Linked DNA regions of Pan troglodytes: region 1 is linked to region 2. A link is a contact called in public Hi-C data. All regions are on one chromosome and are shown on one strand. The core of a region is the stretch at or near the end of the contact, and the rest is flanking DNA. Distances in the headings are between cores, read along the strand shown. Region 1 holds the start of SCX (scleraxis bHLH transcription factor). Region 2 holds the start of MROH1 (maestro heat like repeat family member 1).

Evidence for each region. A called contact is a pair of places that touch in the nucleus more often than the background predicts.
Region 1: a Hi-C map of stem cell-derived neural progenitor cells shows a contact between it and region 2, with 2.7 times the contacts expected there. The contact joins the promoter of SCX here to the promoter of MROH1 in region 2. A contact is called at or near these places in 1 of 7 Hi-C or Micro-C datasets (stem cell-derived neural progenitor cells) and 1 of 1 datasets of contacts at active chromatin or transcription factors (stem cell-derived excitatory neurons).

The regions. Positions count from the first base shown.
Region 1 is chr7:154,626,320-154,632,093 of NHGRI_mPanTro3-v2.0_pri, reverse strand. SCX (scleraxis bHLH transcription factor) reads right to left here and starts at 1,761. Exons shown (of 2, transcript XM_024345382.3): 1 at 1,035-1,761; 2 at 1-111. The coding sequence starts at 1,601. The coding sequence ends at 73. It overlaps BOP1 (BOP1 ribosomal biogenesis factor), which reads left to right. Exons shown (of 16, transcript XM_016960107.4): 4 at 3,149-3,303; 5 at 3,389-3,506; 6 at 3,604-3,705; 7 at 3,783-3,995; 8 at 4,078-4,239; 9 at 4,308-4,388; 10 at 4,461-4,530; 11 at 4,612-4,744; 12 at 4,821-5,001; 13 at 5,085-5,373.
Region 2 is chr7:154,507,074-154,513,209 of NHGRI_mPanTro3-v2.0_pri, reverse strand. It overlaps MROH1 (maestro heat like repeat family member 1), which reads right to left and starts at 1,608. Exons shown (of 43, transcript XM_063816715.1): 1 at 1,512-1,608.

The DNA.
Region 1 (5,774 bases), core at 512-3,011, 120 kb before region 2:
GGCTGTCTGCAGTCACCCCGGGCGTCCACCTCCCCCAGCAGCGTCTGCCTCCTGGCTGCTGCCGGCCACCTCCTAACTGCGAATCGCTGTCTTTCTGTCGCGGTCCTTGCTCTGCAGAGGGGAGGGAGGAGTGTCAGGCCCCGGCAGAGCCCAGCGCCAGTCTGCGCCTCTTTGGCCTCCCTGCTGGGTGCCATCTCAGGTGGCCAGCGCCAAGGCACCTCCTTCCCGGCTCTCCCCAGCTTCCCTCAAGCGTTTTGGGGAGGGGAGCATACTGCTGCACAGCCGAAATTGTAAAATTAAATTTCCCAGATGTTCAGGCCCCAGGAGCTCGCGCGTGCTGTCTGGAGAGGAAATGGGGATTGGGAAAAGCCGTGCCGTATTTTCTCCCTGCTCACCCTGCTTTTCCGGTGCCACCAAGCACAGCAGGAGCTGTAAATCACAGCTGGCCAGCGTCTCCTGCAGGGGCCCTCACCCCCAGCCCCCACATCTCCTGCCAGCCTCTGCCTTCGTGTCCCATGGCCCACGTCTCGGGCAGCCCTACAGGACCTGGTGTCTTGGTGTGCGGCCTAGGTGGGGGACGGACAGCAGGTGCCCAAGATGGCTTAGGCCAGTGCTGGGCCGCAGGGGCTGAGAACCCGGGGTCCTTCCTCTCTTGCCTTGCAGCCTCTTACTTTCTGAACTCAGCTGTTTTCACTCCGCCTTTCAACTTACTGAAAAGGGAAGCTTGCAGCGGCCTGGTCCAGCTCCCCAGCCTCCCCGCCCTGGGTGGGCCCCTTTGGCCATCCCTAGCTCTTAACCCTCATGCAGCTCCCTGCAGGGGACTCCACACTCCACTGGGAGCTGAGTGTCCTAGGGACGCCCTGGAGAGGAGCCCCAGGAGAAGGCCCCAGCCCCCCGGCAGGCCTGTGTTACAGGTGTGCCTGCCTGTGCCCTGTTGGGGAGCCCTGCCCGTGTGGCCTTGCCTCCTCTGCCTGGCAGGTGTGGGCTGAGGGGCGCGTTGGAGGCCCCCTCGGCGCCCCACGGCCCGTGCTCACCAACTTTCTCTGGTTGCTGAGGCAGAAGGTGCAGATCTGTTTGGGCTGGGTGTTCTCGCCGTCGCGGGCGGGAGGCGGCGGGGGCGGCGGTGGGGGGCTGCCGGCGCGCGCCGCGTGGAAGAAGGCGGGCCCGGAGTGGCAGGGCTGTCCGTCGCCGCAGGCCTCGCCCGCCAGCAGCACGTTGCCCAGGTGCGAGATGTAGCTGGAGGCCAGGCGCAGCGTCTCAATCTTGGAGAGCTTGCGGTCGGCGGGCTCGGTGGGGATCAGCGTGCGCAGCGCCGTGAAGGCCGTGTTCACGCTGTTGGTGCGGTCTCGCTCGCGCGCGTTCGCCGTGTGCCGCTGCCGGGGCTCACGGCCTGGCCGGCCCCCTGGCCCCCCGCCCCCGGCCCGCCGGCCCCCCGCCCTCCGCCGGGCGCCCTGGAGGCCGCAGCGCGCCGCGTGCACGCGACAGGGTTTCTCGTCGGAGCCGGAGCTGTCGCTGCCGCGGTCCTCGTCCTCCGACAGCGGGCTCACCTCGGGGTACAGGTAGCGGCCCGGCGGCGCCGGGCGCAGCGTGGCGAAGGACATGGGGCCGGCGGGGGCGCGGCGTCAGCTCTGTCGCGCGCTGCTCATGCCGCCTCCTGCGGCCGCCGCGGGCCTCGCGGGCCGGCCGGGGCGAGGCGCGGGGTCTTGGCTGCGCCCCGCGGTGGCAGCTGCCGGGCGCCGCGCGCACATGTGCGTCCCGGGCTGGAGCGGGGCCCCGAGCTGCGCCTTTATAGCCGCGTCCCGGCCCCTCCCCCGCGCACGCCCCGCCCCTCTCAGCCCGGAGGCTCCTCGAGCAGCGCCCGCCGCGTCCCTCGGCCTTCTGTGGCCACGCTTTGGCGGTGGGCGGGGGGGGGCCGGGGGGCTGGTCTTTGGGGGCATCGTTCCGTCTCTGGGGATGCAGAGGAAGTGGGAGGTCGCTTCTGGGCTGTAGTTACTCAGGGCCCCAAAACTGCAGTGCCCCCCGTCCCCGGGAGAGAGGAGGAAGATCAGCGGGACCCACCACCCCGTTTTCTCCCGTGGCACAACTGAGTTAACCCAGCCGCCCTGGCCCTGCTGCCTGACCGCACCCTGTCTGTCTTTGCCTCCCATGTGCGCCAGCGCCTGCCCTGTGCCAGGCCGTGTGCAGGGGGCGGGCACAGGCGAGTATTCAGGGGCCTAGAGCTCAGTCTCTCCTGCACCTGCCTCTCCAGGCTTGGCACAGACCGTGCCTCCTGCTAGCTGGCCAGGTCCCCTGTTCTTGAGCTGTGTGGACCTCTCACCCCGTCGGTCTCCTTGCCCCTTCCTCCTTCCCCCGTTCCTCTCCAGGGCCACCAGGTCCCTCAGGAAGCACACACATACCCCCATTATCCAATTTGGGGATGGCCCCCTATCTCCATGGGGAGGAGAGGGAAGGACCTTCAGCAGGGGGCAGGGCCCAAGGGGTCCCTCCTGCAGCAGGGGGCCCGGCAGGCTCCCAGCTGTGCTCTGTCTTGTCTGGGCCCCTCCCCGTGGCTACTGTTGCAGGAAGCAGCCGCCTGGGCAGCGGTCCCCAGGCTGGAAGGAGCGAGGGTGGCGGCTGGCAGGGGCTGCAACCAGGAATGTACGTCCAGGAACGTGGCTGTTCTGCCTGGGGAGGGGCCGAGGGCAGACGGTGGGGGGTCCCCCACAGAGAGGTCTTGGCTTCTGCCTCTCTGTGGAATGGGTCAGTTGGGGTCTTCCCCGAGTCCCCGTCTTACAGCTGCCCACTTCTGCCTAAGGCCCCTGCCAGGGGAGGGAGCCCGTGGGTGATGAGGTCATCCCTGTCTGTGGCTGCCCAGAGCCCTGGCCAAGGAATCCAGTGAGGGGGGAGCTCTGGGGTTGGCACCACTTCAGTGGAAAATGTGAAGGTGCAGCTCCGGCGCCTCCGAGGGCGGGGGTGGGGGCAGCGTGGCCGCCATGCCACGTCAGACCCCAGGGCTGGGGAACGGGCGTAGGTCAGGGCCAGTGACCTCAGGGCACTTGAGGCTGGGCCTGCACTCACCCTGCAACCCCCTCACCTGCTCCCCTGGGCGGCCCGAAGCGGGGGTGGGCCTTGTAGGATCAGATGCCGACATGGTGGCCCCCGGCTGCAGGACATCCGGAACACGGTGGGCAACGTGCCCTTGGAGTGGTACGATGACTTCCCCCACGTGGGCTACGACCTGGACGGCAGGCGCATCTACAAGCCCCTGCGGACCCGGGATGAGCTGGACCAGTTCCTGGACAAGATGGACGATCCTGACTACTGGTGAGGGCTGGTGGGGTGGGGCCAGCAGCCAGGGTGGGCCCGAGGGGTGGGGCAGGGCTGGCGGGGTCTGACTGGCGGTCTCCAGGCGCACCGTGCAGGACCCGATGACAGGGCGGGACCTGAGACTGACGGATGAGCAGGTGGCCCTGGTGCGGCGGCTGCAGAGTGGCCAGTTTGGGGATGTGGGCTTCAACCCCTATGAGGTAGGTGGCAGGGGCTGGCCCCTGGGGGGCGGGGGTCCTGGAGACACCAGCAGGGCCTCAGCCACTCTGGCCCACACGTCCACATCTTCTCCCCCAGCCGGCTGTCGACTTCTTCAGCGGGGACGTCATGATCCACCCGGTGACCAACCGCCCGGCCGACAAGCGCAGCTTCATCCCCTCCCTGGTGGAGAAGGAGAAGGTGGGGCACACGGCCCCTGGGGCTTGGCCTGGGCTGACCGCCCCGCACTGCGCGTCCTGACCCGGCTGTCTATGCAGGTCTCTCGCATGGTGCACGCCATCAAGATGGGCTGGATCCAGCCTCGCCGGCCCCGAGACCCCACCCCCAGCTTCTATGACCTGTGGGCCCAGGAGGACCCCAACGCCGTGCTCGGGCGCCACAAGATGCACGTGCCTGCTCCCAAGCTGGCCCTGCCAGGCCACGCCGAGTCGTACAACCCACCCCCTGAATACCTGCTCAGCGAGGAGGAGGTGGGCCTGCATCCTGGGGGCCGGGACCCTGTCCCCATGCTCCCCTGTGACCCTCCCCACCCCTGTGTCTTGGTCTCCACAGCGCCTGGCGTGGGAACAGCAGGAGCCGGGCGAGAGGAAGCTGAGCTTTTTGCCACGCAAGTTCCCGAGCCTGCGGGCCGTGCCTGCCTACGGACGCTTCATCCAGGAACGCTTCGAGCGCTGCCTTGACCTGTACCTGTGCCCACGGCAGCGCAAAATGAGGGTGTGTGGGGGCGGCACACCGGGGGGTGGCACGGGGGGCAAGGCTGACCCGGCGCTCTCCCGCCCCAGGTGAATGTACAGCCTGAGGACCTCATCCCCAAGCTGCCGCGGCCGAGGGACCTGCAGCCCTTCCCCACGTGCCAGGCCCTGGTAAGTGGAGACTAAGGGGCTGGGGTGGCACCCTCCCGGTCTGACTCCTCACTGCCACCGCCTCCTCCTCAGGTCTACAGGGGCCACAGTGACCTTGTCCGGTGCCTCAGTGTCTCTCCTGGGGGCCAGTGGCTGGTTTCAGGTGGGTCCGAGCTGGGGGCAGCCTTGAGCTGGGGGGCAGGTGGGATGGCCAGGTGTTGAGAGCTGTCTCTGCCGCATCCAGGCTCTGACGATGGCTCCCTGCGGCTCTGGGAGGTGGCCACTGCCCGCTGTGTGAGGACTGTTCCCGTGGGGGGCGTGGTGAAGAGCGTGGCCTGGAACCCCAGCCCCGCTGTCTGCCTGGTGGCTGCGGCCGTGTAAGTGGAGGCCCTGGGGACTGGGGAGCCAGGGGTGGCACTGTGCTTAGGGGCTGTGTCTGGGCCTGGCTCACAGGGAGGACTCGGTGCTGCTGCTGAACCCAGCTCTGGGGGACCGGCTGGTGGCGGGCAGCACAGATCAGCTGTTGAGCGCCTTCGTCCCGCCTGAGGAGCCCCCCTTGCAGCCGGCCCGCTGGCTGGAGGCCTCAGAGGAGGAGCGCCAAGCAGGCCTGCGGCTGCGCATCTGCCACGGGAAGGTACGTGGGGCGCCTTGGGGGTGAGTGAGGCTGCAGTGGGAGGGGCCCGGCTCAGCCACTCAGCCAGCCTTGCTCTTCTGCAGCCAGTGACGCAGGTGACCTGGCACGGGCGTGGGGACTACCTGGCCGTGGTGCTGGCCACCCAAGGCCACACCCAGGTGCTGATTCACCAGCTGAGCCGTCGCCGCAGCCAGAGTCCGTTCCGCCGCAGCCACGGACAGGTGCAGCGAGTGGCCTTCCACCCTGCCCGACCCTTCCTGTTGGTGGCGTCCCAGCGCAGCGTCCGCCTCTACCACCTGCTGCGCCAGGAGCTCACCAAGAAGCTGATGCCCAACTGCAAGTGGGTGTCCAGCCTGGCGGTGCACCCTGCAGGTGAGGGGTGGGGGCGGTGCACCCTGCAGATGAGGGGTGGGGGGGCTGGTGCACCCTGCAGGTGAGGGGTGGGGGGGCTGGTGCACCCTGCAGGTGAGGGGTGGGGGTAGGGGCAGTGCACCCTGCAGGTGAGGGGTGGGGGTAGGGGCAGTGCACCCTGCAGGTGAGGGGTGGGGGTAGGGGTGGTGCACCCTGCAGGTGAGGGGTGGGTGGGGGTGGTGCACCCTGCAGGTGAGGGGTGGGGGGGCGGTGCACCCTGCAGGTGAGGGGTGGGGGGGCTGTGCACCCTGCAGGTGAGGGGTGGGGGGGCTGGTGCACCCTGCAGGTGAGGGGTGGGGGTAGGGGCAGTGCACCCTGCAGGTGAGGGGTGGGGGTAGGGGCAGTGCACCCTGCAGGTGAGG
Region 2 (6,136 bases), core at 359-2,858:
GGGCAGCAACCAGGCTTCTCTCCTGGGCCTCTGTGGACCCTGGGAAAGAAAACTAAGCACGAGCACCTGTTTCCTGACACAGGAGACAGCCACGAACTCAGGCAAGCACATGCCCCACAGCCTCCACCTCTGACCCCCTGGAGTCCCTCAGCAGTCAGCAATCAACCCCAGCCAGTGGGAAATGACGAGGTGCAGGTCTCCACAAGCCACAGCGGCCTGCACGTCAGTTTCAAGTTAACAAAAACACCTTAGCCTCAGGTCATTCCACTCTGACATCAAAGAGAGACCAGAGACACCTGTTCACGGGGACCCTGAGAGCCTGAGACTGAGCACTGAAGATCCTGCTGACGGCAGCACCCTAGGGTGCCCAGACTGTCCATGCAGCCACGTCACAAACACGTACCACCGATGAAACATGCCGCAAACAACGATTCCCACACGCATCTCCAGCCCTCGCCTCCCCGGGACCCGAGGTCTTCGGGACATCTCCATCCATGGTCATCGCACTGAGACCCAACAGCTCTAAACTCAACTCACCACCCTCACCTGACTTATCACCGGCCCTACCCTGCCTGCCTCTTACCGCATCGTGTGCGTTCACCACCATCCCCTTCCAAAGTGGTCCCTGCCTACAGGGCTGTCCCCGACCCAACTCTGCTCACATCCCTAAGTTCGGCCACACCCCCGTACCCCTTTTCTGCCTACCTCACTGCACTTGAGTTTATGAGTCTGTCCCTTCCCCAACTGAGCAGGCAAAGGAGCCCCTCCCCAGAGTGTGTAGGACCGAGCCACCAGCGCCCGCAGAGTGGTTTCCTCTGACCCTAACACTGCAGCTGCACTGACGCTGCCCGAAAATCCGACCCCCTAAGTCTCACCTTGGCTGAGTGAGGGCTGGCTCCCGGCGGCCCTGCCAGCGCTATGCCCGGCACGCTATGACCAGTCATCCTCGTGACTAGGGACAAATCACCTTCCTGCTCGCGATCGTCAGAGAATACGGAAGGCATACGGAGGCCCGGGGCACGCCGGCTTTGCAGGCTCCGGGCGTATGCTTGGCTTCCCGGAGAGAGGACCCCCGGTGGCCCCGCTTGGGGGGAGAAGGGCCGGGGACCACCGCGCTCCCGGGGAGGGCCGGGCACTGGGGACCACCGGGCTCACAGGAGGGGCGGGCACCGGGGACCACCGGGCTCCCGCGGAGGGGCGGGCACCGGGGACCACCAAGCTCCCCGAAGAGGGGTGGTCGCGCGGCCGAGACGACTTAGCGGCGCAGAGGAGGAGCACAGCCGCACAGCTCCGGCCTCTCTTCCGGGCTGTGGCGCGGCGCACACCTGAGCCGAGGTCCCCGCGACACCCAGGACCCTCCCAGCGTTCGCCCTGTGACCTTGGGGAGGCGCCTCCTGACTCGGCTTCCTCCGCGGCCCCGCCAAGGGAGCCGCCCCAGGCTCTTCAGCCCAGACTTCCCCGAGGGGCTCTTCCCCAGCGCCGCCGAAGGCTCATCCCCACCCGCCGTTTACCTGAGGAGCCGCCGCCACCTCGGCCGGGGCGCCGCCTTCCCGCCCAGCAGGGGCCCGGAGTGGGCGGAGCCGCGCGCGCCGAGCCCGCCCCCGCTGCCTTCTGGCCAACCGCAGCCTGGAGCGCGGCAGCAGGTCCCCGCCCCCGAGCGATCTCTGCACTTATTGGTCGGGGGCACGTCTCTCACGCTCGCTCCACCCCGCCCACCTTCATTTGCAAAGCAGCAGTGCGCAGACTCCGCCTCACGCTCGGCCCCGCCCGTCTGTTCAGCGCCAGTTCGGCCGCCACGGCGCAGGCGCGGCCTTCAGGCTCGCGACAGCTACGCCAGCCCCGGGGTGCTGCAGTCCCCGTGTCCCCGTCGGACGCATACAGCCCTGACAACCTCCGCTCCCAGACGCCGGGGACGCGGGCTCGGCGCGGCGTTGCGGCCGCTCGCAAGCACACGCCCGCCCTGGACTCGCGCGGCCTCGCCCGCCCTCTGTCTGCCCCGGAAGCGCCAGCTGGAGGCCGCGGCACCCGGAGGGGGGCAGGACTCGCAGGGCCCTGCGCTCGTTGGGAAAGAGGCGACCAGCGGGGTCCCGGGAGCTCAGGACGCGATAAGAGCGATGTGAGGAAGGAAAGCGCCCGCCGCGCGTCCAGGCTGGGCGTCGGCAGAGGCGGAGGCGGCGGGAGCAGCGCGGGCAGGATGTCCACTCCTGGCTGGAGGGACGGCGCCCGGGAGAGCGCAGTAGCCTTTGCGGATGCGGGCGCGGCCCCTGCGGCGGCTTCCCGCGCGCCTGTGGCCTTGTCCCCTCCCGGTCTCGGTGCCGCCGCCGCCTCACGCACACCAGCTGCCGCGCGCAGCACAGCCCCACTTTCACTCCGATCACAAACGAACGCCAGCCTCTCCGCCAGGGGGCAGGCCTGAGTCTGTATTTTGCTCCCGAGGGCTGCTTACAAAGCCCAGCACGGGACGGCTGCCCAATGAAGCCCCCCGGGAATGGATTCAGGTGCAGGCAACGACGCGGATAATCGAGACTGCAAAGGGAGGGTGGACAGAGCCAATGGCCGTTCTGATCCTGCAGTCATCACTTGGCTTGACACTCGCGGGCTTCCAGCTGTGTCCTGCCACTGGTGGGAGCGGAGGTGTGCCGCAGGCTCCCAGGCTCCGCAGCAGAGCCCAGAGGCTCAGCCACCCTGGGTCGGGACCACCTTGCTCTGGTTCTAGAGTGGCCGCTTCTTGCAGCCCCCACCTTCGACGAACTCCACCCTGCCCCCGTGCCTCTCAAGCCCTTCTAACACTTAAGCAACCAATCCCACCTGCTTAAATTGCCTGGCGCAGTTTCTATTTTTTTCCTAATGAAGGGGTGGCCTGTCCCTCCACACCTGTGGGTATTTCTAGTCGGGTGGGACGAGAGACTGAGAAAAGAAATAAGACACAGAGACAAAGTATAGAGAAACAACAGTGGGCCCAGGGGACCAGCACCAGCACCGGCCTCTGAGTTCCCTCAGTTTTTATTATTATTTTCATTATTTCAGCAAAAAGGAATGTAGTAGGAGAGCAGGGTGATAATAAGGAGAAGGTCAGCAAAAAACATGTGAGCGAAAGAATCTATGTCATAATTAAGTTCAAGGGAAGGTACTATGACTGGACGTGCACGTAAGCCAGATTTGTTTCTCTCCACCCAAACATCTCAGTGGAGTAAAGAATAACAAAGCAGCATTACTGCAAACATGTCTCACCTCCCACCATAGGGCGGTTTTTCTCCTAGCTCAGAACTGAATGTACAATCGGGTTTTATACCAAGACATTCAGTTCCCAGGGGCAGGCAGGAGACAGTGGCCTTCCTCTATCTCAACTGCAAGAGGCTTTTCTCTTTTACTAATCCACCTCAGCACAGACCCTTTACGGGTGTCAGTTTGGGGGACAGTCAGGTCTTTCTCATCCCACGAGGCCATATTTCAGACTATCACATGGGGAGAAACCTTGGACAATACCCTGCTTTCAAGGGCAGAGGTCCCTGTGGCTTTCCGCAGTGCATTGTGCCCCTGGTTTATCGAGACTAGAGAATGGTGATGACTTTTACCAAGTATACTGCTTGTAAACATTTTGTTAATAAAGCACGTCCTGCACAGCCCTAGATCCCTTAAACCTTGATTTCATACAACACACGTTTTTGTGCGCTCCAGGTTGGATCAAAGTGGCTGGGGCAAAGCTACAAATTAACAACATCTCAGCAAAGCAATTGTTTAAAGTACAGGTCTTTTTCAAAATGGAGTCTCTTATGTCTTCCCTTTCTACATATACACAGTGACAGTCTGATCTCTCTTTCTTTTCCCTACACCTAACCCCCAGGTCAACCACAAACCAGTTTTCTTCTGAGGTCTAACTGTCCCCTAGGCTGGAGTGCAGTGGCGCGATCTCGGCTCACTGCAACCTCTGCCTCCCGGGTTCACGCCATTCTTCCGCCTCAGCCTCCCGAGTAGCTGGGACTACAGGTGCCCACCACCATGCCCGGCTAATTTTTTTTTTGTATTTTTAGTAGAGACAGGGTTTCACTGTGTTAACCAGGATGGTCTCGATCTCCTGACCTCGTGATCTGCCCGTCTTGGCCTCCCAAAGTGCTGGGATTACAGGCATGAGCCACCGCGCCCGGCCCAAGCTGGGTTTTATTGTTGAAATGAGGCCTCTCACTGTTACCCAGGCTGGAGTGCAGTGGCACAATCATAGCTCACAGCAGCCTTACATTCCTGCGCTCAAGTGATCCTCTCGCCTCAGCCTCCCAAATAGCTGGGATTACAAGTGGGCACCACCAAGTCTGGCTAATTTTTAAATTTTGTTGCAGAGACAAGGTCTCACTATGTTACCCAGGCTGGTCTGCAACTCCTGGCCTCAAGAGATCCTCCTGCCTTGGTCACCCAAAGTGCTGGGATTACAGGCATAAGCCACTACACCCAAACCTTGTCCTTATTTTCTGTATCCCAGGCAATTTGCCAAACAAGGCCTGAGGGTGAGCAAAGGAATATCAAACACATGCTTTGCTCTTCAGAAGCTCGTGGTCCAAAATGGATGAGAAAGTGTGTCTTTCCAGTTCAAGCCAGCCCATTCTGGGGCCTTTTCTGCAGCAAACATGCCAAGTGCACCCACAGATCTCGGTGGAGGAGACCCCAATTCCCCAGACTCACTGGTCTGTACCAAGCACCAGACCCTTGCAGACATTCCCAGGATGGCTGCCCATCAGGCAGCCCTGCCCTCCAGGCCCACAGCCACTGTGCTGTCCAGCTCACAGCAGAGATGACACATTTGGGTTGGGCTTCCCCACCATGGGGGCTCAATTTCATCATCTGTAAAGCGAGGATTGCTTGGTTGTGTTAGGACTTGAGATCCCAGATGTGAAATGCCCCCACGGGCTGGGCACCTGAATGTCTTCTGTGAACGGGGGCAGGACTGCAACAGGTGGTAGTTGTAGCTGGTGCGACTGCCCAGAATGGCACCGGGCACAGAGCTAGCACTCAAACGTTAGCAGTAATAGGGCCCACAGGGCACTCTGGGGTCCAGAAGGGAGGGGCAAGGTTGGCTTTTGTCTCTTGGAACTGTCGGATCAGAGGTAGGCTCAGGAGTGGGGCCCTTGCTTGCCCTGGGGTGTGTGGTCAAGTCTGCAGAGGTCTCTAGGTGGGACGCTTCCCGCACCTTGCTGGCCTGGGCAGGAGGTGCTTCAGGCTCCAGTGGAGAAGGCCGGGAGACAGAGCTCCTGCCTGCCTTCCTCTGGCTCAGCCCACCTTAGGGCCCAGCTGAGTGTGGCCATGGCATCCTCTCGAAGGAGGGGGTGCAGTTGAAATGGTGGTTGACACGTATGTGTCCCTTTTCCTGTCTTTATGCCCCAGAAATCCCCACCCTTATTTCTTTAACAGCTTTCTGTGGCCAGCCACATCCATAGGGGTCCACAGAGGCCTCACCCTGGCTGCAGCCCTTGAAATGGGTTTTCACCTCACAGAGAGTGGGCCCCATGTGGGCAGGACTGGTCCCACAAGATGTCCTCAGAGTGGGCAGGTCCTCAAAACAAGACGCACCCTTTGAGGGCACAATGCAGGTACAGCTCTAGAATTCTCCACTCTAGAACCTGCCCCTCCTCTCCCAGAGCTGGCCCTCCCCCTGCCCAGTCCAGAGCTGTGCCAGCCCCCGCCCTGAGCTTGCAGCCCCATCACTCCCTGCCTCTGCCACAGTCCCAGCAAGTCTTCAGAAGTGTGGCTGCTGCCTCAAGAGGGACGCAGTTCCCACCCAGCATCCCCTACCACCCTGGCCCCTGCCCTCTGACACAAGTCAGGTCTCAGCTGTGCCCCCCAAGACTGGTGAAACTGGACCACCACACCCCCTTCCATGCACTGCCCTCCGTGAAGGGCAGCAGCAGGCAGAAGCTGGATCAGAGAACCTTCACGGAGCAGGTGCGTGAGTGCAAGGACAATGGCTACCTGCTCTCCTCCAAGAAGATCAGTTCTGGGGCCTTCTCCAAGGTGCCACCCACGAGTGCATGCACCACAACCCCAAGCTGTCCTCCCACCTGCAGGGCAAGCGCCATGGTAAGACAGGCTTACTTCCCTCCCCAAAGGGCTCCAGTGCCCCCCAGCAGGCCCCTCCGTGTCCCAAACC